7 separate regions of the Mus musculus genome follow, and regions 2, 3, 4, 5, 6 and 7 are each linked to region 1. The links are chromatin contacts, called in public HiChIP or PLAC-seq and promoter capture Hi-C maps. All regions are on one chromosome and are shown on one strand. Each heading gives the region's core, a stretch centred on a gene start, on an enhancer-like site or on the middle of the called end of the contact. The rest is flanking DNA. Distances are from core to core; before and after follow the strand shown.

The links. Promoter capture Hi-C pulls out the DNA fragments that hold promoters and counts their contacts. HiChIP or PLAC-seq counts read pairs in DNA pulled down with a chosen protein or histone mark.
Region 2: a contact with region 1 is called in a promoter capture Hi-C map of embryonic stem cells, with 4 times the contacts expected there. The contact joins the enhancer-like site here to the promoter of Chmp6 in region 1. A contact is called at or near these places in 4 of 39 promoter capture datasets (the SN4741 cell line, embryonic stem cells, liver and 1 more), 5 of 15 datasets of contacts at CTCF or cohesin (the NIH/3T3 cell line, embryonic stem cells, large pre-B cells and 2 more), 12 of 484 Hi-C or Micro-C datasets (the G1E-ER4 cell line, bone marrow-derived macrophages, differentiating embryonic stem cells and 3 more), 15 of 115 datasets of contacts at active chromatin or transcription factors (T-cell acute lymphoblastic leukemia, bone marrow-derived macrophages, embryonic basal ganglia and 8 more) and 3 of 9 other capture datasets (adipose tissue, liver and pancreatic islet).
Region 3: an H3K4me3 HiChIP or PLAC-seq map of the SCID.adh cell line shows a contact between it and region 1, with 6 times the contacts expected there. The contact joins the enhancer-like site here to the promoter of Chmp6 in region 1. A contact is called at or near these places in 10 of 39 promoter capture datasets (the 3T3-L1 cell line, the C10 cell line, the SN4741 cell line and 4 more), 4 of 15 datasets of contacts at CTCF or cohesin (embryonic stem cells, large pre-B cells, pro-B cells and 1 more), 11 of 484 Hi-C or Micro-C datasets (the G1E-ER4 cell line, bone marrow-derived macrophages, differentiating embryonic stem cells and 2 more), 19 of 115 datasets of contacts at active chromatin or transcription factors (the 230-238 cell line, the SCID.adh cell line, T-cell acute lymphoblastic leukemia and 11 more) and 3 of 9 other capture datasets (adipose tissue, embryonic stem cells and liver).
Region 4: a contact with region 1 is called in an HNF4G HiChIP or PLAC-seq map of pancreatic cancer cells. The contact joins the promoter of Faap100 here to the promoter of Chmp6 in region 1. A contact is called at or near these places in 1 of 39 promoter capture datasets (the 3T3-L1 cell line), 1 of 115 datasets of contacts at active chromatin or transcription factors (pancreatic cancer cells) and 1 of 9 other capture datasets (liver).
Region 5: a FOXA1 HiChIP or PLAC-seq map of pancreatic cancer cells shows a contact between it and region 1. The contact joins the enhancer-like site here to the promoter of Chmp6 in region 1. A contact is called at or near these places in 3 of 39 promoter capture datasets (embryonic stem cells and hippocampal neurons), 1 of 15 datasets of contacts at CTCF or cohesin (embryonic stem cells), 20 of 484 Hi-C or Micro-C datasets (B cells, the Ba/F3 cell line, the G1E-ER4 cell line and 8 more), 10 of 115 datasets of contacts at active chromatin or transcription factors (the SCID.adh cell line, bone marrow-derived macrophages, effector CD8 T cells and 5 more) and 4 of 9 other capture datasets (adipose tissue, embryonic stem cells, liver and 1 more).
Region 6: an H3K4me3 HiChIP or PLAC-seq map of stem cell-derived neural progenitor cells shows a contact between it and region 1, with 5 times the contacts expected there. The contact joins the enhancer-like site here to the promoter of Chmp6 in region 1. A contact is called at or near these places in 1 of 39 promoter capture datasets (the SN4741 cell line), 1 of 484 Hi-C or Micro-C datasets (bone marrow-derived macrophages), 10 of 115 datasets of contacts at active chromatin or transcription factors (the 230-238 cell line, bone marrow-derived macrophages, embryonic basal ganglia and 5 more) and 3 of 9 other capture datasets (adipose tissue, embryonic stem cells and macrophages).
Region 7: an HNF4G HiChIP or PLAC-seq map of pancreatic cancer cells shows a contact between it and region 1. The contact joins the promoter of Rptor here to the promoter of Chmp6 in region 1. A contact is called at or near these places in 22 of 39 promoter capture datasets (the 3T3-L1 cell line, 3T3-L1-derived adipocytes, the C10 cell line and 13 more), 4 of 15 datasets of contacts at CTCF or cohesin (the NIH/3T3 cell line, embryonic stem cells, large pre-B cells and 1 more), 16 of 484 Hi-C or Micro-C datasets (the AML12 cell line, the C2C12 cell line, Sertoli cells and 10 more), 29 of 115 datasets of contacts at active chromatin or transcription factors (the 230-238 cell line, the NIH/3T3 cell line, the SCID.adh cell line and 17 more) and 4 of 9 other capture datasets (adipose tissue, liver, macrophages and 1 more).

The regions. Positions count from the first base shown.
Region 1 is chr11:119,912,450-119,915,143 of GRCm38.p6, reverse strand. Chmp6 (charged multivesicular body protein 6) reads right to left here and starts at 1,334. Exons shown (of 8, transcript NM_001085498.2): 1 at 1,207-1,334. The coding sequence starts at 1,269. Gm39485 (a long non-coding RNA gene) reads left to right here and starts at 1,332. Exons shown (of 3, transcript XR_003949830.1): 1 at 1,332-1,768.
Region 2 is chr11:119,418,228-119,420,921 of GRCm38.p6, reverse strand. Rnf213 (ring finger protein 213) reads right to left here. Exons shown (of 68, transcript NM_001040005.3): 12 at 2,623-2,694; 13 at 1,694-1,749; 14 at 703-856. Among named protein-coding and RNA genes, the nearest start is that of Mir1932, 29 kb to the right of the region's middle. Within about 2 kb of position 1,366, at least 56 of the 459 cell types and tissues checked have an H3K27ac peak or open chromatin away from gene starts, as enhancers often do. A contact at or near this core is called in T-cell acute lymphoblastic leukemia, bone marrow-derived macrophages and pancreatic islet, where this site is marked.
Region 3 is chr11:119,434,737-119,437,430 of GRCm38.p6, reverse strand. It overlaps Rnf213 (ring finger protein 213), which reads right to left. Exons shown (of 68, transcript NM_001040005.3): 24 at 2,603-2,694; 25 at 2,328-2,495; 26 at 371-1,520. Among named protein-coding and RNA genes, the nearest start is that of Mir1932, 46 kb to the right of the region's middle. Within about 2 kb of position 1,345, at least 42 of the 459 cell types and tissues checked have an H3K27ac peak or open chromatin away from gene starts, as enhancers often do. A contact at or near this core is called in the 230-238 cell line, the SCID.adh cell line, pre-B cells and 1 more, where this site is marked.
Region 4 is chr11:120,377,395-120,380,088 of GRCm38.p6, reverse strand. It overlaps Faap100 (Fanconi anemia core complex associated protein 100), which reads left to right and starts at 1,343. Exons shown (of 10, transcript NM_027980.2): 1 at 1,343-1,547; 2 at 1,643-1,761; 3 at 2,428-2,694. The coding sequence starts at 1,383. It overlaps Nploc4 (NPL4 homolog, ubiquitin recognition factor), which reads left to right. Exons shown (of 17, transcript NM_001195023.1): 17 at 1-291.
Region 5 is chr11:120,303,872-120,306,565 of GRCm38.p6, reverse strand. No RefSeq gene overlaps it. Among named protein-coding and RNA genes, the nearest start is that of Mir6935, 42 kb to the left of the region's middle. Within about 2 kb of position 1,310, at least 315 of the 459 cell types and tissues checked have an H3K27ac peak or open chromatin away from gene starts, as enhancers often do. A contact at or near this core is called in B cells, the Ba/F3 cell line, the G1E-ER4 cell line and 12 more, where this site is marked.
Region 6 is chr11:119,571,283-119,573,976 of GRCm38.p6, reverse strand. No RefSeq gene overlaps it. Among named protein-coding and RNA genes, the nearest start is that of Gm11762, 24 kb to the right of the region's middle. Within about 2 kb of position 1,371, at least 17 of the 459 cell types and tissues checked have an H3K27ac peak or open chromatin away from gene starts, as enhancers often do. A contact at or near this core is called in neural stem cells and stem cell-derived neural progenitor cells, where this site is marked.
Region 7 is chr11:119,601,551-119,604,244 of GRCm38.p6, reverse strand. Rptor (regulatory associated protein of MTOR, complex 1) reads right to left here and starts at 1,340. Exons shown (of 34, transcript NM_028898.3): 1 at 274-1,340. The coding sequence starts at 435.

The sequences.
Region 1 (2,694 bases), core at 85-2,584:
TGTGGCCACCAGGCCCTGGGAGGCTCAAATGTAACAAAGGGTCTGAAGTTGACATCTTCTGCCTCCCCCTCCCCAGCCACTAGCCAAGTGCGCTCAGTCCTCCTGTTCAGCCCATTTCTGTTCTGTGTCCAAATGCCGACCCTTCAGGCGGAGCCATGATGAACAGGTACAGGCCCTGGGCACATGTCACACACAGAATGAAACCCTGAGGCAGACTATTTCAAGTGAAGGCCATGGGCACCTTTAAGGTTTAGTTAGTGAGAAACCATTCACCATAGACTGTAGGTTACCTAGGAGAACAGGCTAGCTGGGGAGCTCTGCTAGCGTGTTTTGTGTGTGTGTGTGTGTTTGAGCATGGGCCTGGGTGTGGTTCTGGGTCTCCCACCTTCACCCAGTGTCCTCTACAGGGTCTGCCCCACGGTGGGCATCAACTGCATGACAGAGAGTGCTCACTATTTCCACCCTTTAGGTTTGGAGACCTTGAGTTAGGCTACCCATGCTCTTCTCGGGTGGTTATTTCTGCCAGCTGTTTACAAAGCATCAGGCATCTTGCCTGGGGAGACAGGGGCACCAAATGGAGCTGCAGGATGGCCAGACTGTGCCTCTGGAGACCAAGCAATCTGAGCAGGTCAGGCAGTGGCAGCAGCAGCACCTGGAGCTAGGCACTTTCCTTCCTGGTGCCTGGCGCTCTGGGACTGTTCAGATGTGTGCTTGACAGTGGTGTCCTGAGCCTCCGAATTCCACAGAGGAGCAGACAAGGTGTGTCCTGTCCGCAGGACCCACCTCTGTGACAGTTTTACTTAGAGATGGAGGGCGGTGTCCTGAGACACGAGTGTCTCGGGGGCTTCCAGCTCACACAGAGGCTGCAGAGATGGGGGACGAGCACCCTTTCCCAGTAAGAATCACGCTGAGACTTTTAGTGAAAGCCACGCCCACGGGATCTTTATCTGGGGGCTTTTTCTAGGAACTTTCAATAACTTATGGCTTGGGATTCCAAGGCCAAGGCCACAGGCTTCCTTCCTGGCACCTTCTCTCACGGATCGGCGCTCAGCCCCGAGACACAATCCCGGTCTTTCCGGGCCGAGCCGGGGCTGGTCCAGGAGTCTGCAGCTGGGCGCGCCATGGCACCGGAAGCGCGGCCCGCTCCGCTTCCCGCCTCAGTTTCCCCCACGGGGCCCGGCCCCCTGCCCGCCGTAGGCCCCTCACCAGGATGGCCCTGTCCTGTTCGGTGACTCGGCTCTGCTTCTTGCGGCCGAACAGGTTGCCCATGGCGGCCCCGCGCCGGCCGGCCGAACCCGTCGCAGCCGCCGCTCTGCGGCCACCGTACTCCGCCCGACCTACGGCGGCCGCGCGGAGCCACGCGCCTCAGAACGCGAAGCAGCTTCGTCCCTAGCGCAGCGCACCGCTGGACTTACTAGGCGATGCGAACGCCCTCCCTCGGCCTTTCAGCTAATCAGATGGGACTGTGATTAATTCAGAGCACCTCACAGGAGTGAGCCTAAATCAGGCTTCCTGACTTTCAAAACCGCCCAGCCGACGCCCCCCTCCCCGCTGGCGCAGAACATACACACACCCAGTGTTTTGGACCTACAAGTGCTTGCTGAGAAGTGTGCACCAGCGTTCACCTGCCATTCGGCGCTGTCACCTTCGTCCCCTAGTTTCCTCACTGTGGACAGTCCTTAGGCTACCGTTGAGTCAGCCCGGTTGCTGGGACTGACACACTAACCCCAGGGATTCTCTGATCACACCTGCCCTCTGTAGGCCCTTGGTGAGTCAGGGGGCGGGGACAAGACACTCATGAGTGGGGCTCTACACCCTAACAGCCCCAAAAAGGGCGCCACTGTCCTGAATTCAATGCCTTTGCTAGGAGGGGAGTTCTCCTTCCCCACGGCAATCATCCGGGTAATATCCCTTCGGGAGGCAGACAGTACAAGCAGCTGGGCCAATTACTAAGCATTCTTGTTCATTTACACCTTTCTGAACGAAGGGCTCAGTCTTAGCCTCAGGCTCAACACATTATGAATCCAGTAAAGCCAGTGGCTATCCCTCGGCAGGCAGCTTCTTCTGATTCCTGAACTGCCTGCATTTTCCCTTCCCCCACCCCCAACTCCTTCAGTAAACAAGGGCAGAAGGCATGGAGGGGGCTTTCCGGTGTCGCAGCAGTGGCTCTTGTGACTCCTTAGGCATAAGAGGCTCCCAGTCTTGACTTGGTTTTAAGAACAGCACGAGAGGCTGAGAGTAAAGTCCATGGTAAGGACTTGGGGCAGGCTCTGGCTACCAGACCTAGGGTTCTAGCTCCTTCTGTCACTTAGAAGCAGTTTCTAGAGGTTGGTTTTTTTGTTTTGATTTGATTCCAAGGGGCCTTCTAACTAGCCAGGAACCCTTTATCCCAGGGTTCTCTGTACAGTCAGCTGCCCTAATCGGGCTCAGCCACTGACTTTGATGGTTAGCTGTCATATCTTAGTCTCCAATGCTCTGTGGGCCAACTGGCCCCATAAAATCGCAGTAATGGTACCCTGTCCCTGTGGTCAACATGACTATAAAGGGCAGTACTGGGGCAGAACTTACTAGAAGGCTGGAGCTTCCGACCTGTGTGGTTCTCATGCCCTAACCAAGGGCATGTTCAGGGGTGTGGGACAGAGGTCTTGTGCAGGTCCAGGGTATCTCTGGCTGGTTTGGGACTTGCTATGCAGA
Region 2 (2,694 bases), core at 117-2,616, 490 kb after region 1:
GTGGGGGAGTGACCCACAACAATGAGAGAACACTATCTCAGCTGCACAAGGCAACTGAAGGTGACAAGAAGAATCAAGTTCAGAAGCCGGGCGTGGTGGCGCCCAGCAGAGGCAGGTGGACTTCTGAGTTCGAGGCCAGCCTAGTCTACAGAGTGAGTTCCAGAACAGCCAGGGCTACACAGAGAAACCCTGTCTCAAAAAACCAAAAAAAAAAAAAAAAAAAAAAATCAAGTTCAAAGAGAGGTAGGAAGATCTGACGAGGCAGCCACGGAATGCAGCTCTCTCCGGCAAGCACAAAGGACTGCAAGCTGGTGAAGGTGCAGGTGTACTGGGCCACCTCTAGGGACACCAATTTTGCTCTTCAGTTTAACTTAAAGTTCCCAAGGGGAAAACAAGGAGTGGACCTGTGCTCAGGGTAGGATGGTCCCCAGTGTGTTCTGTCAACAGTGGGAAAGAAGTACCCAGTTAACAGTGGGGTTCTGCTCTTTAGCTTGCCCTTGGACATCAGAAGCCTGGCCTACCACCTCCCTCCCTCCCTCCAACCCAAGCCCCAGAACTGCCTCCAGCCCAGAGAGAGCTCAGCTGGAACAGAGAGCCTCAGTCAACTCCCTCATGGCTGAATCAGCTCGGATTCCCTTTCAAATTGAGGTTACCGGAAGCCTACGCCTCCAATACAGTGTCAGACGAACAAGTCCCACTCACCCCTGGAGGACTGAGCTCAAGCAGTTTACAGATAAGCTCAGCAGACAGGGCAGGAATCTCAAAGAACTGGTGGTTAGCTGTGATGTTGCAGACAGTTTCATGGAGGGTCAAACACTCAGTCAAGTAGATCTGTAGCAGGTTCTCCCCAAAGATCCTACCCAAAAAAAGTACAGAGAAATCATTGAAATAGGTGAGAAATGAGAATAGCGAAGAGGGGAAGAAAAAGGTTAAATTAAAAAGAGCGGGTCCTCTGTGTGGGGTGTCTCCTGGCCTACACGTGCTGGTTCGTGTTTACTGAGTGTGTTTGCACACGGGGCAAGCAGGGGTTTAACTACTCAGCATGCCTGACATGCTGGGTTTCAATCCTCAGTTTGCAAAAGAAAAAGGGGGTGGAGGCTGGAGAAAGGGCTCAGTAGTCAAAAGCACTTGCTGTACTATCGGAGGACTTAAAGTCTGGGTCCCCACAGAACAAATGTCTGTGACTCCAACTCATGGCAGCTGCAGGCTGAAGTCAAGGCAGAAAAAGATCTGACCATCAGCACTGGTCTCTCCCCACTTCCTGACTTCAGATGCAGCTCGAGACCTGCTTCCTGCTCCCCTGACAGGGCTTCCCCACCGGTGTGGACTGTAGCCCTCAAACAGTGAGAGAGAACTCACCCTTCCTCCAACTGCCTGTGCTCGGCTCCTGGTCAGAGCCAGGGGAACAGGAAGTCATACGATCACGTTTGACTTCTCCAAACGCCTGATTGCCTCCAGATGGAAGCCAGGACTCGGGAAGTACCGTGAAGGGACACACAGCAAATGGAGCAGGGGCAAACCTTGATCAGCCAGAGCTGGACACACAGCGCTTCATGGCTTGGAAAGCGTGGTGTTGGTTTGCAATCTCCCCAGTGAGGCAGCATGTGTGCAGGAAGCTGTGGCCAGCAGGGACAGCCACCATTCCTCCCAGAGCTGTGTGGAAAACAAAGCTGCCTTTGGCCTCTCTACTTACCTGTGCTGATAAATGTCCACAAGGTGCATCAGCATTTTAAAGACGTTCTCGACATCCTAAGACAGTGAAGAGAAGGGAGGATGTAATCTTGACGTGGCTGTGTTTGTGGAGATTGAGCCAAGAAAAGAAAGGCCTCTGGACACACAGAGCACTGATTCCAAACAGCTACGCTTCTGCCTCACATTAGTAAAGTCACAATACAAAATCACAAGGCTTTCTGTCTTCTGAGCATACCTGTGTGTGTGTGTGTGTGTGTGTGTGTGTGTGTGTGTGTGTGTGTGTGTGTGTGTGTGTTTTCACACGTGTGTAGTAGACTGTGTTTGCTCAGAAGCCATCCATTTGCTTCTGAGACAGCATCTCTCATTGGCTTGGAAATCACCAGTTAAGTGGCTGGACAGTAAGCAAGGATCTGGCCCCTGTAAGTGCAGGCCACAGTGTGCTGGGAGTCAGTGTGGTTCCATTCATTCAGATCCTCAAGCTTGTGTGGCAGGCAGGCACTTTACCAAATGGACCATCACCCAGCCTGATAGATCCATGTTCTCTGTGTGTCTCAGGTCACACCCACCCTGCCTTAGAGTTCCACCAAGCACAGCTGTTTAAAGAAATTAAGATAGAAGTTGAAAAAGCTATTGATAAACTCAGGCAAACTAGCCTTTGCCCACAGGAAACATCACCACACCTAGCAGAACCAACGTCATTACATCTGACTAAATCTACACGCCACCACCACCCCCACCCCACCCCTCTCGTGTGTGTGTGTGTGTGTGTGTGTGTGTTTTCACTCCTCCCTCACTCACCTCTCTTTCCTTGGGCTTGTGGTGCTGAGGATGAGACTCGGGCTTTTGCTCTAACACTGAGTGCTCCCCGCCCTGTGGCAGTTAACCTGTTCTTCCTAAGCCAGCACTTGCTAACCTGTCCCCACAACACACCTTCTTCATGTTCTGGTTTGAGATCTTCCTTAGCCCTGGAAGACGGTATGAAATCCCTTGCAAACAGTCCAG
Region 3 (2,694 bases), core at 96-2,595, 480 kb after region 1:
GACTACTGACGGCGCAAGTCAGCGATGGCCAAAGGTAGAGTGTGGGGAACCAAATTCTCCCAACAGAAAAGGGTTGTTCAAGGAAGAGAGGACAGGATGAAAGGAAACAAACAGCAACTGAAGCATGGTCAGGGTTTTTTCTCACTCAACCACAACCAGCACTGATGCCAGAAGCCAGCAGCACTCCCAGAGGAAAGAAACTGCAACAAAGTCTGAAGGAGGTGGTCAGGAACTGTGAGAGGACAGAGTTCTCAGTGGCTTACAGCTAAGGAAGAGCCAAACCCCTGAAGAAGGGCTTCATCAGAGTCAGCCTTGCTAGAGAAGGAAGTGTCAGTGGGCAGTATCTGGGAGAGGGGACCTCTTTCATTACCAACGCCAGCTCTTTCAGAGGTCACGATGCCAACACACAGCCCGTCTCTGAATACAGTTGCTGCTGACAGGAGCCGCTTCGGGACCTGATAATGGCTCTGCAGGTAAGCTTGGATGTTCGGGAGCGGGGCCTGGGGCACCAGGGGCACTTTGTACTGGCTGAAGGTGGAGGGGATATAGCAGTGCTCCCGGGCAGCATCACAGAGTATCACCAACTGGTAGTCTTCACGGTGCGCTCGTGTGCACAGGCTCTGGAAGAACTCCTCTGCCTGGCAGCCCACTTCATAGCTCAGCTGGTCTGCAAACAGCAAGCTGTAGACCTTGTGCCCCTGGGAGCCCGAAGTGAGGCAGCGCCGCAGGAGTAGTTCCACTTCCTCAATTGTGGTCGCTGGGGTGCAGAGCAACACCTCATCAAAGGTGGGCAGGGGCTGCCTGGGGGCCTGCATGTAGATGGCCAGTGCAGCTGGCAACACCTCCGAGTGGCCACACAAGATCAGGTTAGGCTGGCCAGCCTGCAGGCCTTTGGGGAGTGGCCGCTCCACAGGAGTGCCACCCATCGTGGCCAGATGAGCAAGGCATCTACCCAGGGCATCCAGGTCCAGACAGTGTGGCAGGAAGGCACTCATGTACACGAGGGATTGCATCATAATAACCTGAAGCTTGCCCATTAGGCTGGGCTCAGAAAGCAGCTGCTGGGGCAACTTTTTCATAACCTCCCGCAGGCAGTATCTGTCAGCCTTGCTTTCACAGGCACTGGTAGCTTGTACGAGGTCCTGGACAGTGCATTTGCCTTTAATGAAGGATAGCATCATGAGGGCAGCTTCACTAGGTCTGGGTTTCCTGAGCTCACTGCTTAGGTAGACCAGCTGCTCAGCTGTGTAGAAGTTGAGGTAAAAGTGTTCAGCTCTCTTCTGGGCGACCACTGTTTTCCAGTTATCTAGGAAGTCCTCCATCTGCCTGCAGAGGGCTCCCAGGAGCTGTATGACATCTCCCTTCTCTGTCAGCTGGCTCAGCAGCTCCAAGCCAAAGTTCATGAAGATGCCCCCGTCAGGGCAACAGTAGACCTTAGCAGTCCAAGTCCTGAACAGCATGTTGCCCGCGCAGTGCAGTTTTATGAAGACATGTACAAGCCGCTGCATGTTGCTGAAGACCTGGGGGAAAGGGAACCATGAGGCCAAAGCACACGCCTGTGGGGAAGACACACTACCCTACACACACCTGCCTGCTATTAAGCCTTTGGAGTGGTAAAGGGCTTAGGCTAGCTCACTTTTCACAGAAATCTGCCTAATAGTCATCACACCACAGCCTCTCCATAGTTATTCGATCGGCTTAACAAGGAGCACCCATCGCCTTTTTGCCTTTTTCTTTTTCTCTTTTTGTTTTTTTTGTTTTTTTTTTTTTTTTTTTTTGAGACAGGGTCTCAGTACGTATCCCTAGATATCCTAGAATTCACTAGGGAACCAGACTGGCCTTGAACTTATAAAGATTCCTCCTGCCTCTGCCTCTCAAATGCTGAGACTAAAGATGTGTGCCACCATGTCCAGGGAAAGACAAAGGATGTCAATGTAAAGACTGTATGGGTATGTGTGTGTTTGTATGTAAAGGCATGGTCTCGTATTTCCAGACTGGCCTCAAATTCAAGACCCTCCTACCTCAACAGGAGTATGGAGGCAGTGAGGTGATTGTTTCTAAGAATATCTGTTGGCCATCTCTTCTCCACAGCTGGTCACAGTTCCTCCTGAGGCTCCTGAGGAGGACCTGCTGCTCATAGGGTCTACCCTACTTCAGATATGTCTCTGGCGTTGTGAATCGGGGTACTACATCCTGCAGACCCATGGCAGAGCTGTGTTGACCAAAAGCCTACACAGACCCTTTCCATAGCTCAGTAACAAAAGTGACTGGCCTAGCTTGACGCCAAAGTGGCCCCTGTGGGCAGCAGCACAAACCTATCTGCTCACCTCTGAAAACTTCTCCACTTCTGTATTGCTGTTGTGGTCTTTCTTTCCAGACATGAGCATCAGCTTATTTAAAAGTTCCTTCAGTTCCTCTGTGGAGTAGGTGCGCAATGCCTCGGGGTAACCATGGCCATCAGGGAGGAGGAGGCGGAGAACAGTGTCTGGGGAAATCTGGGGGGCAGCACACATTTATAAGTTAGTTCCTGCACAGAGTCCCATAACTTTATAGCAAGACCACAGGGCCATACAAAACTGCACCAGGACTTTGGGAGGCTCACCTTCTGGCCATCTTTGGGTGCCTCAATAACGTAGACGCCCCTGCTGTTGATTGCTGTGGCGAGGGACAGAGATGAGAGCTCCACAGATCCAT
Region 4 (2,694 bases), core at 94-2,593, 460 kb before region 1:
AAAGTTGGTTTTTGTTTTTTTGTTTTCACTTAATTTACAGCTGGGCATAGTGGTCTGTGCCTTTATTCCCAGTACTCTGGAAGCACAGACAGGCTACAACTATAAAGCCTAAGAAATAAATATTTGGGGCTGGGGGGTGTCCAGTTCCAGACAGAGCTTTTTGTTTTTTGTTTTGTTTTGTTTTCATAAGCGTTGCTGTTGTAGAACTAGCTTTGTAGACCAGCCTGGCCTTGAACTCAGATCCACCTGCCTCTGCCTCCTGAGTGCTGGGATTAAAGGTGTATACCACCACACAGCTTTTATTTATTTAATCGTATGCTTTTGTACACATAAATACCTTAGTAAAAGATGTAGGAGCCCCTGGAGCTGTTGGGGGTTGTGAGCTTCCCTATGTGGATGCTGGGAATCAAACTTGGGTCTTCTGCAAGTACAGCGTGTGCTCTTACGGCTGAGCCGTCTCTCCAGCCCCAGGATGTTGTTCTGACATCTACACTAGGGTTACACTATGCTCTCTAAGTTCACAGGACGTTTTGTGCCTGGTTGTGACCCCACACACCTTTGTAGATTTGTCCGCTGTAATTTTCAGATGAACGTTCTTTTAAGAGTCAAGGTTGCCTGCGCTGGCTCCGAACTCAAGTATTCCTGCCTTCAGCCCTCCGAGTAGCTGCCACTTCAGAAGCATAGGCAGTGGTGTCTAGTTTCTGATGAGTGCTCTGGAAGAGTAGTATTTCATCTTGTACTTGGAGCCTCATTCCAGGGTAGGATTCTCCGCCTGCTCCCTCAGGGAGCCCCAAGAAGAGCTGTCATTGAAGAAAATGTGGTTTCCCTTAGACCCAGCTCATTAGGGTTTTCAGCATCCTCTGCTGTAGAATCACATCCTGCCGCGTTCATGAGTGGAGCAAAGGCTCTTCTGGATGGCTGGCCTGAAGCACCTTTTTCCCTATCAAGGGACTGAATGGTGTGCTGTGCCACCCTACTCCTGAAACCCCGTGCTATACGGGTGGTGCTCTCAAGTGCTGTCACAAAACGGTGCCAGGGCAAGTGCTGCATACAAGCCTTGCACCAGAGCAACCTCTGCTCAACAGGTAGGTGATCCGAGGCAAGGGCCCTGACGCGGGCCCCAGTGAACTTGCAGGACTGCATTATTTGGCTACCCTCTGGCTTTGTGCCTCCCGTTGTGGCTCTTTGCTAAGCCACGGTGTTTGGGGGCGTTCCCGCCCTCTAGCGGACCGTAGAGCAACTGTCCCCGCCCCTGCAGCAGGCTCCGGCCACGCCTCCGCAGCGGCCGCTTTACGGCGGAGGCCGCGCCGCGCCGTGGGCGGCCGTAAAGCCTGGAGGCGGCACCGCCCCTCCGGGCTGAGCTCTGGCCCGGCGCCCGCAGGATGGCGGGCGCTTCCTCGCGCGTGCACTACCTGTCGGACTTCTGCTGCCCGCTCGGAGGCCGAGCGGCGGGGAAGCCGTTTGTGCTGCGGCATGAGGCTGAGGTCTTTCTGTCCACCGGACGCGAGTTCGTCTATGTGTATGACCAGGAGGGCGGGCTGCTGACGGTGAGCGGAGGGCGGGAGGGCGGGCGGGCGGCGCCGTTCCGAGGTGAGCCGGGGCCGCGTGTGCCCTCGCCTGACCTCGCTCTCCTGGCGCCCAGGCGGTGTACCAGTTTCCCGACCAGGTATGGCACCTGCAGCTCCTGGCCATCCGCAGGGCACTCTACGTCCTGTGTGCCCGGACTGGCATCTACTGCCTGTCGTTGGACTCGCTGGACAGGTGAGGGGGCGTGGCCCCACGCGGCCGGCCAGTGACAAGTCGGGTCCCCAGGGAGGCCGGCTTTCATGTCCTCCTAGTTGTGAGAGGTTTGTCCCAGTAGTAGTCCCTTTGACGGCCACTGACAACACACTGGGGTAGGAAGCAGAGGACTGCGGTCTAGGCCGCCCATTCCCGCTCTCTAGTACCTGTGCATATGCAGGCGTGGCAGTTGTGTCTGCTTTTGTGAAGTTCTTAGCTGTTGAGGCTCAGGTAGTGAAGTCTGCAACCAGGAGCACCGCTATCACTGCCCTCCGGTGCCTGGCAAGACCTCTTGGAAGTGGGTCTCAGAAGACGGTGTCTCTGGCAAGCAGTGAGTGGCAAAAGCTCGTGTCCCTTGGCTTGTGCTGGAAGAACTCACCGTGCACAGCCCAGGCAGCCTTGGGAATAGTTCCCAAGCTGCCTCGATCTGCAGAGCTATGTTTCTGGCTGATCCTGTGTCAAGCGTGTGTGTGTGTGTGTGTGTGTGTGTGTGTGTGAGAGAGAGAGAGAGAGAGAGAGAGAGAGACCTACCTGCTGAATGGCCTGTGATGTCTCCTGCCTAGCCTACTCAGAGCAAGTCAGGTTACTGCTGAGCACGGTGTGAGTCTACCCCACCCAATACTGACTATGCTTCCATTGTTCCTGAAGGTCTGGGAGCCAGGCCTGTGAGGACAAAGAGGAAGCGGCTCCCCCCTACCCTGTGATCCATGTGGACCCGGATGCGTGTGTCCTCCCTGACGCTGCCCTCTGTGCCTTCACCGTGCTGGATGATATGCTGGTCACCCTGGCACAGGGCCCCACCCAGTGGAAGATGCAGCTGTTTGAGCGTCCCTGTGCAGGGGAGGAGCCTCTGCCCAGAGGCCAGATTGGTGAGGTGGAGTTGTCCACTTGCACCCCACCAGGTGGGGTGCCAGA
Region 5 (2,694 bases), core at 61-2,560, 390 kb before region 1:
GCAACGTTCACTCTCTGACCAGCAGAGAGGTTCTCTGGGCTCAAAACAGCAGGAGAGGAATGTGCTTAAAACTTCATGGGGTGGGGATTGTCCTCCCCACCTGCCCCGCCAGACATTCACCATTCCCAGCCACCCAGGGGAAGAAGAGCCCACAGATGTAGCCTCAAATACCCCGTCCTTAGGACAGACACCTGCTAGAGGCCTGGGGCTGAGAGACCTTCCAGAACCCACTAGTGTCAGGCTGTTGGGAGGTGCAGTTCACTGTATCACTTGCTAGGAAGGCACTCTAAATTCTGATAGGGTCTTGTAGACGCCCGGTTCTAGGAGGGGACGTTGGAAATGCACTTCCACACCCCATACTCTCTCTCCTTCACCAACCTAGGCTTGAGCAAGAGCTTCACTAAGTCCACTCATGTTATGGGGATACTGAGGGTTCCCTGACTGACCCCGCACCCCACAGGCTGTGTGGACACTGGGTGCCTGTGTCCACAACCCGCAGCACTGTGGCCTCTCCGCAGCCACAGCTTTGCTGTGTAAAGGGCTGAAGCAGTTTCTAGATGGAGGGTGTTGGGACCAGAGGTCAGACCTGCCTGACTCCCTGACTCCCCCAGTTCAGCCTAGAAAGCTCTCTCTCTGGAGTTTTGCTGGCTCTGGGCTTCTGAGGCACCATTTTCCACTCCAGACAGAGTCCACTACTACCACTGACTGACTGAAGGTTTAGGAAGAGTTAGCACAGATGGGCAGTCAGGGCAGAAGTTCTGTCCCATTCCCACGGAGCCCGTGTGAGTCTTGGATAGGAACGGAGCTCATTCTGCAAACAGGATCAGGTTGGTAAAGATTCTCTCTCGCTAAGCAGTTTCCCACGTGGCCTCACTCTTAAGAAAGATCCAGAGCCCCTCTTCTATCACTGAATGTTAGGTTTTTAGAAACATTCCAAGCTTGCTGCCAGGTTGGTTCTGTTCTTCGCCACAATTCCTAGGAGACAAGGAGAAAACGAGGGTAAGAAACCCGGGAACGGAGAATGAAAGAGCTCGTCCAAGGTCAGACCCTAAGAGGGCTGCGTTGCAGGCGGCTGCTCCTAGTTCGCGTGTGCGAACAAGCGGGGGGTTCCGGGAGGCGCGCAGGGCCGGAGTGGGCGCGCAGGTGGCGGGGCCGGAGCGGGCGCGCGGCGCGGGCGCAAAGAACAAAAGGGCGCCCCACTCCCGTCCCACCCGCCCTCTCTTAGCCAATCGGCTTGGCCTGAGCAGCAGAGGCTCTCTAATTGGCTGCACAGCGACCAATCACACTCCAAGGCTGAGAGCCCCCCCCCCCGCAACCCCACGTGGGGTGATGTTCCTCGCTAGAGAAGGGCGGGGCACGGAGCTGGGCCTCGCTTGGCGCGCCTCGGGGACCTGACGGCGACCCGTGCAGCCCTGGGGGATCCCCTGCGGTCGCCAGTGGACCTCGTAGCCTCCGGTCCCCATGGGGGCGTCGTCAGGCTCCTTCGGCGCCTTGGGAGTGCAGAGCCTCCCGGATGGGAGGTGGTAGGGCAAACACGGGGTTGACCCCCGCTCTCATGGGAGGTGTTGGGGGATGCAGAAGAGCGCCACCTGGGTTTGGCTCGGAGGCTGAAGCTGGTGGGGTGGAGGAAAGGAAGACACGGTCCTGCTGTTTAGTGGCAGAGGCATCAGTTCATTCTTGGATGGAGTCCGGTTTTGACACCTCCTCTCATGCCCTGGGGACACAAAGAGAGGTGGCCTCTGTGCAAGCTTGGGGGCTAGTCCTCCCCAGGCCGTTTCCATTAGTCTCCCCTCCAAACTACTCCATGTGGAACATACTAGAATGTTTTTTGATACGGGCAATTGACACGGTCTTACATTTTTATGGCACCCTCAGACGGGACATTTGAGGAGAGTTGAATAAATGGAAAATACATGACTTAAAGGAGGAGATGTCTAGTACCCAAGCCGGCAACCAAGGGGAGCTGCCTCCACCCTAGACAGGGAGGGCAGTTGCAGTGGAGAAAGAGGCCCGTTTAGGAGCTGTGACCTTGGAAAGGGGACTCAGTGACCTGACAGGGAGGTGCTGGGTGGTGCAGCACCAGCTTGCCAGCGCTTCCCACTGGCCGAATGGAGGCCCAAGCTGGAGCAAAGGAACCCAGGCCAACACTGCCTGCAGCCATTTTCTGCTATGGGTAGGGAGATGGGGTAATGGTGGGGATAGCTGTGGTGGTGTGTCAGGGTGCTGAGGCCCAGCAACAGGAGTGTGTCCTGCGCTTGTACTCAAGTGTGAATAGAGTCTTAGGAAACATTGGGTTTCGTTTGTGAGCAGTAGGCATATGTAACATAGGTGAGGCCCTGAGGCCGTCCACCTGTGCAGCCTTGGGATGGATTGGATGGGACTGGGCAGAACCTTTGTTCCCACAGAAGACAGCCTGCAAGGCACAGAGTGGTCTCAGGGCAATAGTAGGGACCTAAACTCTGTCTCAGGGACTTGGGTCCTGCTTACTGGTGTCCTGGGGCCCCGCCCTGGGGAAAAAACGGGCACAGACCAGGCATGGAAAAGTTTGTGGTCCAGATGAAGATGTGCGGGAACCACAAGAGGTCTAGAAAGGCTCCTCACAAAAAAATGGGAGCCAAGGAGAGGTGTGGAGCTTGATGCGGCGTTTAAAGGCCGCTAGGACTTGGGTGGGGGGCAAGGCACAGAGAAAGGCGC
Region 6 (2,694 bases), core at 122-2,621, 340 kb after region 1:
ATAGCAAGCTTGCACATGGGATGCCCGTCTCAGAACTAACAGCAGAGCCAGGGCAGTGACTCTGGAGGGTGCAGAGCACTTGATGTATAAACCTGACAGCCTGAGCTCCATTCCCAGAATCCATTGCACAAAATTGCTCTCTGCCCCTTATATGCGTAGCATGGTGCTAATGCCTACACACACACACACACACACACACACACACACACACACACAAGAGCGATGATGCTGGAATTCAAACAGTGAAAACAAAACAAAGAGGGAAACGCAGAGCTTAGGGGACAAATCAGTCAGTGAAGAGCTGAGTTCAGAAGCTACATTAAAACAAAGCAAAACAAAAACCAACCAAACAAACAAACAGAAAACAGGTAGCAGCACATGCTACAATCCTCGCACTAGGGAGACGAAGCTCGGGGCTCCTTGGAGCTCACTGACCACCCGTGTGGTGAATTCCAAATAAGAGATTCTGTCTCAAAATTTTAAAAAAGGTTGCAAGGGGGTATAGTCCCTAAGGAACTGGCAATGCTCAGGTGTGTGTGCGTGCTCACTGAGCACACACACACACACACACACACACACACACACTCGAGGGAGGGAGGGAGGGAGGGAGGGAGGGAGGGAGGGAGGGAGGGAGACAGCAGAAACAGGGACAAAGAAGAATCAAAGTGAAGGACCTCTTCCATTCAGATACTTCTGTTTAGCTCACTGAGGCAGCATTTGAGAGGAAGCCTGACTTGGAGAACAATGCAGACTCTGTCAGGCCACTCGCCCCTGTCAGGCCTGGTCACCTGGTCCCCTGCCCAGGCCTCCCAGATGCCAATGGCCCCTCTACAGTAGCTCCCTCACCACCCTTGTTCCTGGGACTCTGACAGGGGAGGCTCACACTCTTCGCTCATCTGGATGCTGTTCGTTCCCAGCGACTACCAAACCTGTGGGCTGTGCACATATGCGCAGGGCTGTGCGTAGGGTCCCACGGTGGACTGACGTCTGTGTTTCTAAGTCCGACTGTCTTGGAGACTGTGTTTGTTCTGAAACTTCAGTGAGCAACCTTGCTTAGCGGGGTGCGATGAGCTGGGCAGTCCAGAGGGAAAGAGGCATTTATGATTCTTCCTCCAGACTGGGAGGCCGATTGTGACACTCCTTCACTTGTCCCTGGTCAGGCGCCTTAGGGAGAGCGAGCGTTAGGGCTGGCCTTGTGTTTACAAAACTCATTCTCCTGGGTGCCTCCAGCCTTGAATGCCAGAGGAAGTTAATGCTTTTAATTAAATAACGTGCATCAGGATTTTTCCACTGCAACCACCCATGCCTTATTATTCCTGCTATACAAAGGACCCCAAGACTGCACAGGGCCTATTTAAGCCATTTAAAAGACAAAAGAGAAAGCCCTTATAATCCAGCGCTTGGACAGTGGAAGCAGAAGAATCTGGAGCTCAAGGTCACGGACTCTGCCTCAAAAATGGGGGGTGGAGTCCTGGAAAGAGGGCTCAGTGGCTAAGAGCTTGTACTGCGCTTGCAGGGGACATGATGGCAGTCACATTGGAAGCCAGAATCCTCTGGGACAGGAATTACAGATGGTTGTGAGCCACCACGTGGGTGCGGGGAATTGACCTCAGGTCTTCTGCAAGAGCAACAAGAGCTCTTTACCACTGAGCCATCTCCCTAGCCCAAAATTAAAGTAATAATAGTAATAATAATAATAATATTCTTGGGGGGGTGGTTTGAGACTGTTTCTCTGTATAGCCCTGGCTGTCCTGGAACTCACTTTGTAGACCAGGCTAGCCTCGAACTCAGAAATCCACCTGCCTCTGCCTCCAGAGTGCTGGGATTAAAGGCGTGCGCCACCACGCCCGGCAATAATAATATTCTTTTGCAAGAGTAATTAAAAGAAAAAACAAGAGCAAAAACAAAAACCAGCTGGGTGGTGATGGCATGAACCTTAAATCCCAGCACTCAGCGCGCAGAGGCAGGAGTATCTCTGAGTTCAAGGCCAGCCTGATCTACACAGCAAGTTCTAGGACAATCAGGGCTACACAGAAACAATAATGAAGGTCTGGGTGTGGCAGTGTGTCAGAGTGGGGACTGTAACCACAGCACTATGGTGACAGGAGCAGGAAGGTCCCAGGGGTCAATGGCCAGCTAGTTGAACTTACTCAGCGACTCCAGGTTCAATGAGAGACTCTGATCTCAGAGGATAAGGTGGCAAGCCATCGAGGGAGACATCCAGTTCAAGCCATGGCCAACCCACAGATGTGTGCACGGTGGCAGGGGCGGATGGGGAGCAACCAGGCATTGTGCTGCATACCTGTAACCACAGCTCTCAGAGACTGGAAGGCCGAGAGTTCAAGACCAGCCAGGGCTACACTGACCAGATGACAGAGAGGGAATCAGAATATTTGGAAGGCCAGAGATGCTGCTCACGGGTGGCGTCACAGGCCAGGGAGACGAGAGAGAATTGTGAGTGAAGCAGGAGGCAGGCATGGTGGGCTGAGCCATGTCACTGAGCCATGTCTTCATCTTATCCACCGTAGTGAGACACCTACAGACACACTCTAAAGCCAAGAAGGTCATTGCATGTACTTTACCTAGACCTGGGGTTGGGGGAGGAGGTGATTGCTGCAGTACTTATGAATAGAAACCAGCTGAGAATTGCAGGAGGAGGCCTTTACCTGTTTAGTTTTGTTTGACCTTGTGTGT
Region 7 (2,694 bases), core at 91-2,590, 310 kb after region 1:
CTAAGTGCTACTAAGTGTAGTAAAGGGCATATAAGTATCTGTGAAACTATAGTTCCTAATTTGGTGTTTTTCCCCCCTCTGAATTAAAACTCGTTTTTAACGCTACTCGGTGAGAAGAGACTAGCCAAAACCCGAGTCTGGAATAGCTTTTTGGATTTTAGTGCAACATGTGTCTTCGAAATACCCGCATCCTTCTAAAAAGGCTGTCCTTGCTCAGAACTTTCTTAGTTGGAAAACTACGAACTCAAAAAGGTGCCATGAGAAGCCACTCACCCGATCCTTCATTCTCCAGCTCTGCGCTAAAGATTTGGAGCCTTCGATTTTCTCACAATGTCTTTTCTTCATAAAAGCCAAAGGCAAGTTCCAATCTGTAAGGTCCGCCTCATCTTCCTCCCCGAGTCCCATAAGAGGCGACTGCAGCATCTCCGACTCCATCAGGGGAGGAGGGGGAGGGGGAGTCCTTGGCAGCAGGCGCTCGAGAACCTCCAGCCTTAAAAACTAGTGTGGACCAGAACTGGTAAAATAAAATACGGGAAAACGGGAAGCTGGGAATAGAGACGGCGGCAGAGCGTTCGAAGATCCTTATTGAGGCTAAACCTCGGAGATCTTTATCTCGAACTCTGAGCGCGAAGTTGGAGGGGGCGGGGTGGGTGGCGAGCCCGTGGGTACCCAAGCCCGCAGGACCCGGACGAGCGGCGACACGCGCGCCCGGTCGCCGGCCCCCGCAGCTCTGCAGGCCGTCAGGAGGGCGGCAAGCGGGACTGGCGGAGGCGGGAGAGACTTCAGGCCCGGCGATGACCCGGCTCTCGGCCTCCAACGCCTCAGTGGCTCCCGGCGGGCAGGCCGGCCCGCTCGCAGGGCGGCTTCTCCGACTGTGCTGGCCCGGCTGAGGCCTCAAGGGATCGGGATCGGGGGGCTTCGGGGCTCGCCCAGCGGCTCTCAGCCCTGCGGGTCCCGCACTCGCCTGAGGGGCTGCAACCTGAGCCAGGACCGGCCCATCGTGCCCGTCCGCAGCCGGGCTCCTCAGCCACCGGGCCGCGCGGCCAGGCCCGTGCTGGCCTTCTGCTTCGTGGCTCTCTCCTACCCAGGAACGAGTCCCGATACACACGCGACACGGGCCCGCGGACAGCACAGGGACACTGGGCTTATTAGGTCAGGGGAGTTTTGCCCTCTGCTCTGGAGCCACAGTGAAAACTCCTCTCATCAGCACATCAAGGAGGACGCCATATTGCCAAGGCCCAGCATGCACCGCTATCTACGGCGCGTCCAATAAGCCAAACCTCTTCGAGCGTTCTCACCGCTCTACCCCTGCTAGGGCGTAGAGCTCGGTGTTCCGTCCTCCCTTCCCCCACGCCGTTACCGAGGTTACCACGTCTTTTCTCCTTAGTTGATCTCCACTAGTAAAATAGACCATTTGCGATTGAAACTATGTCCGTTCAGTTATTTTTAAAAGCTTTTTGCTACTACAAACAAAGCTTCGTGCCTTGATATTAAAGAAAGAAACCACTTGGTTTCGTCATGATTTTAAAAGGTGGTATTTTTAAAAAGCCTCAGAAAAGACCATTGATATTAGACACATAAGACTATCGGGACTTTCTTTTGATATTTCCACTTTTAAAAGAGACCGATTTCATCGATTACGAATTTTTTGTCTGATATACTTTATTTCCTGAACAGTATATTCTTATTTTGCTACAGTTTCATGTGCAAACGTCTAAAGCTGCCCACAGAAGCAAGCCTCCCTGCTGTTGACTTCTCTGGTTCAGTTCAGTAAATCTCAGATATTGACACACTCTGAGAACTGCTTTGGTGCAATGGAAATATAAAGTAAATGTAACGAGGTGCCAGCCTTTCGTAACCAGGGTGCGAGTGAGACACTTTTTGGTTTTTTTTGGTTTTTGGTTTTTTGTTTTTTTGTTTTTTGGTTTTTTTTTGTTTTTTTTTTTTTTTTTTTTTTTTTTGGTTTTTCAAGTCAGGGTTTCTCTGTATAGCCCTGACTGTCCTGGAACTCACTTTGTAGACCAGGCTGGCCACCACCGCCCCGGTTAGTGAAACACTCTTAACCTTTAGCTAGAGTTCAGTCAACAACTGAGCCCACCTTCAGCTTTGGTGTTAGGGGAGCCTCTGTTAGTCAATGTTACTAATTTCAAGCTGCATTTTCTCAGTCTTAGGTTCCTGAACCATAAAGTTTGGATAATATTAAAGAATATTACTAAAAGGATAAAAATTTAGCTTGTAAAGATGCCCAGGCCAGCCTAAGCTACAAAATAAGACCCTTTCTTTAAAAAAAAAAAAAAATCCACTTTAAGAGAAGGGTTGAAAGCTGGGCCTGGTATTTAATCCCAGCACTCTGGAGGCAGAGGCAGGAGGATCTCTGTTAGTTGGAGGTCAGCCTGGTCTACAGAGCTAGTAGTTCCAGAACAACCAGAGCTACAGAGAGAAATCCTGCCTTGAAAAACAAACAAACAAGATGTGAAGGCATTGCAAGCCACCACTGAGAGTGAGCTCTGACTGATCCTGGTATGTTTATAAAAAGATAAAGACAGAAAAAATATGTTCTATGGGGGGAGGGGGAGGAATGGGGAAAGGGGGTTCCTCCGTAGACCCATGCTGAGGCATTCCTTCCCCCTGAGAGACCAGCCACATGTATAGAGTAGAGTTTATTCAGGGCATGGGGAGGGGAGTTAAGAGGGT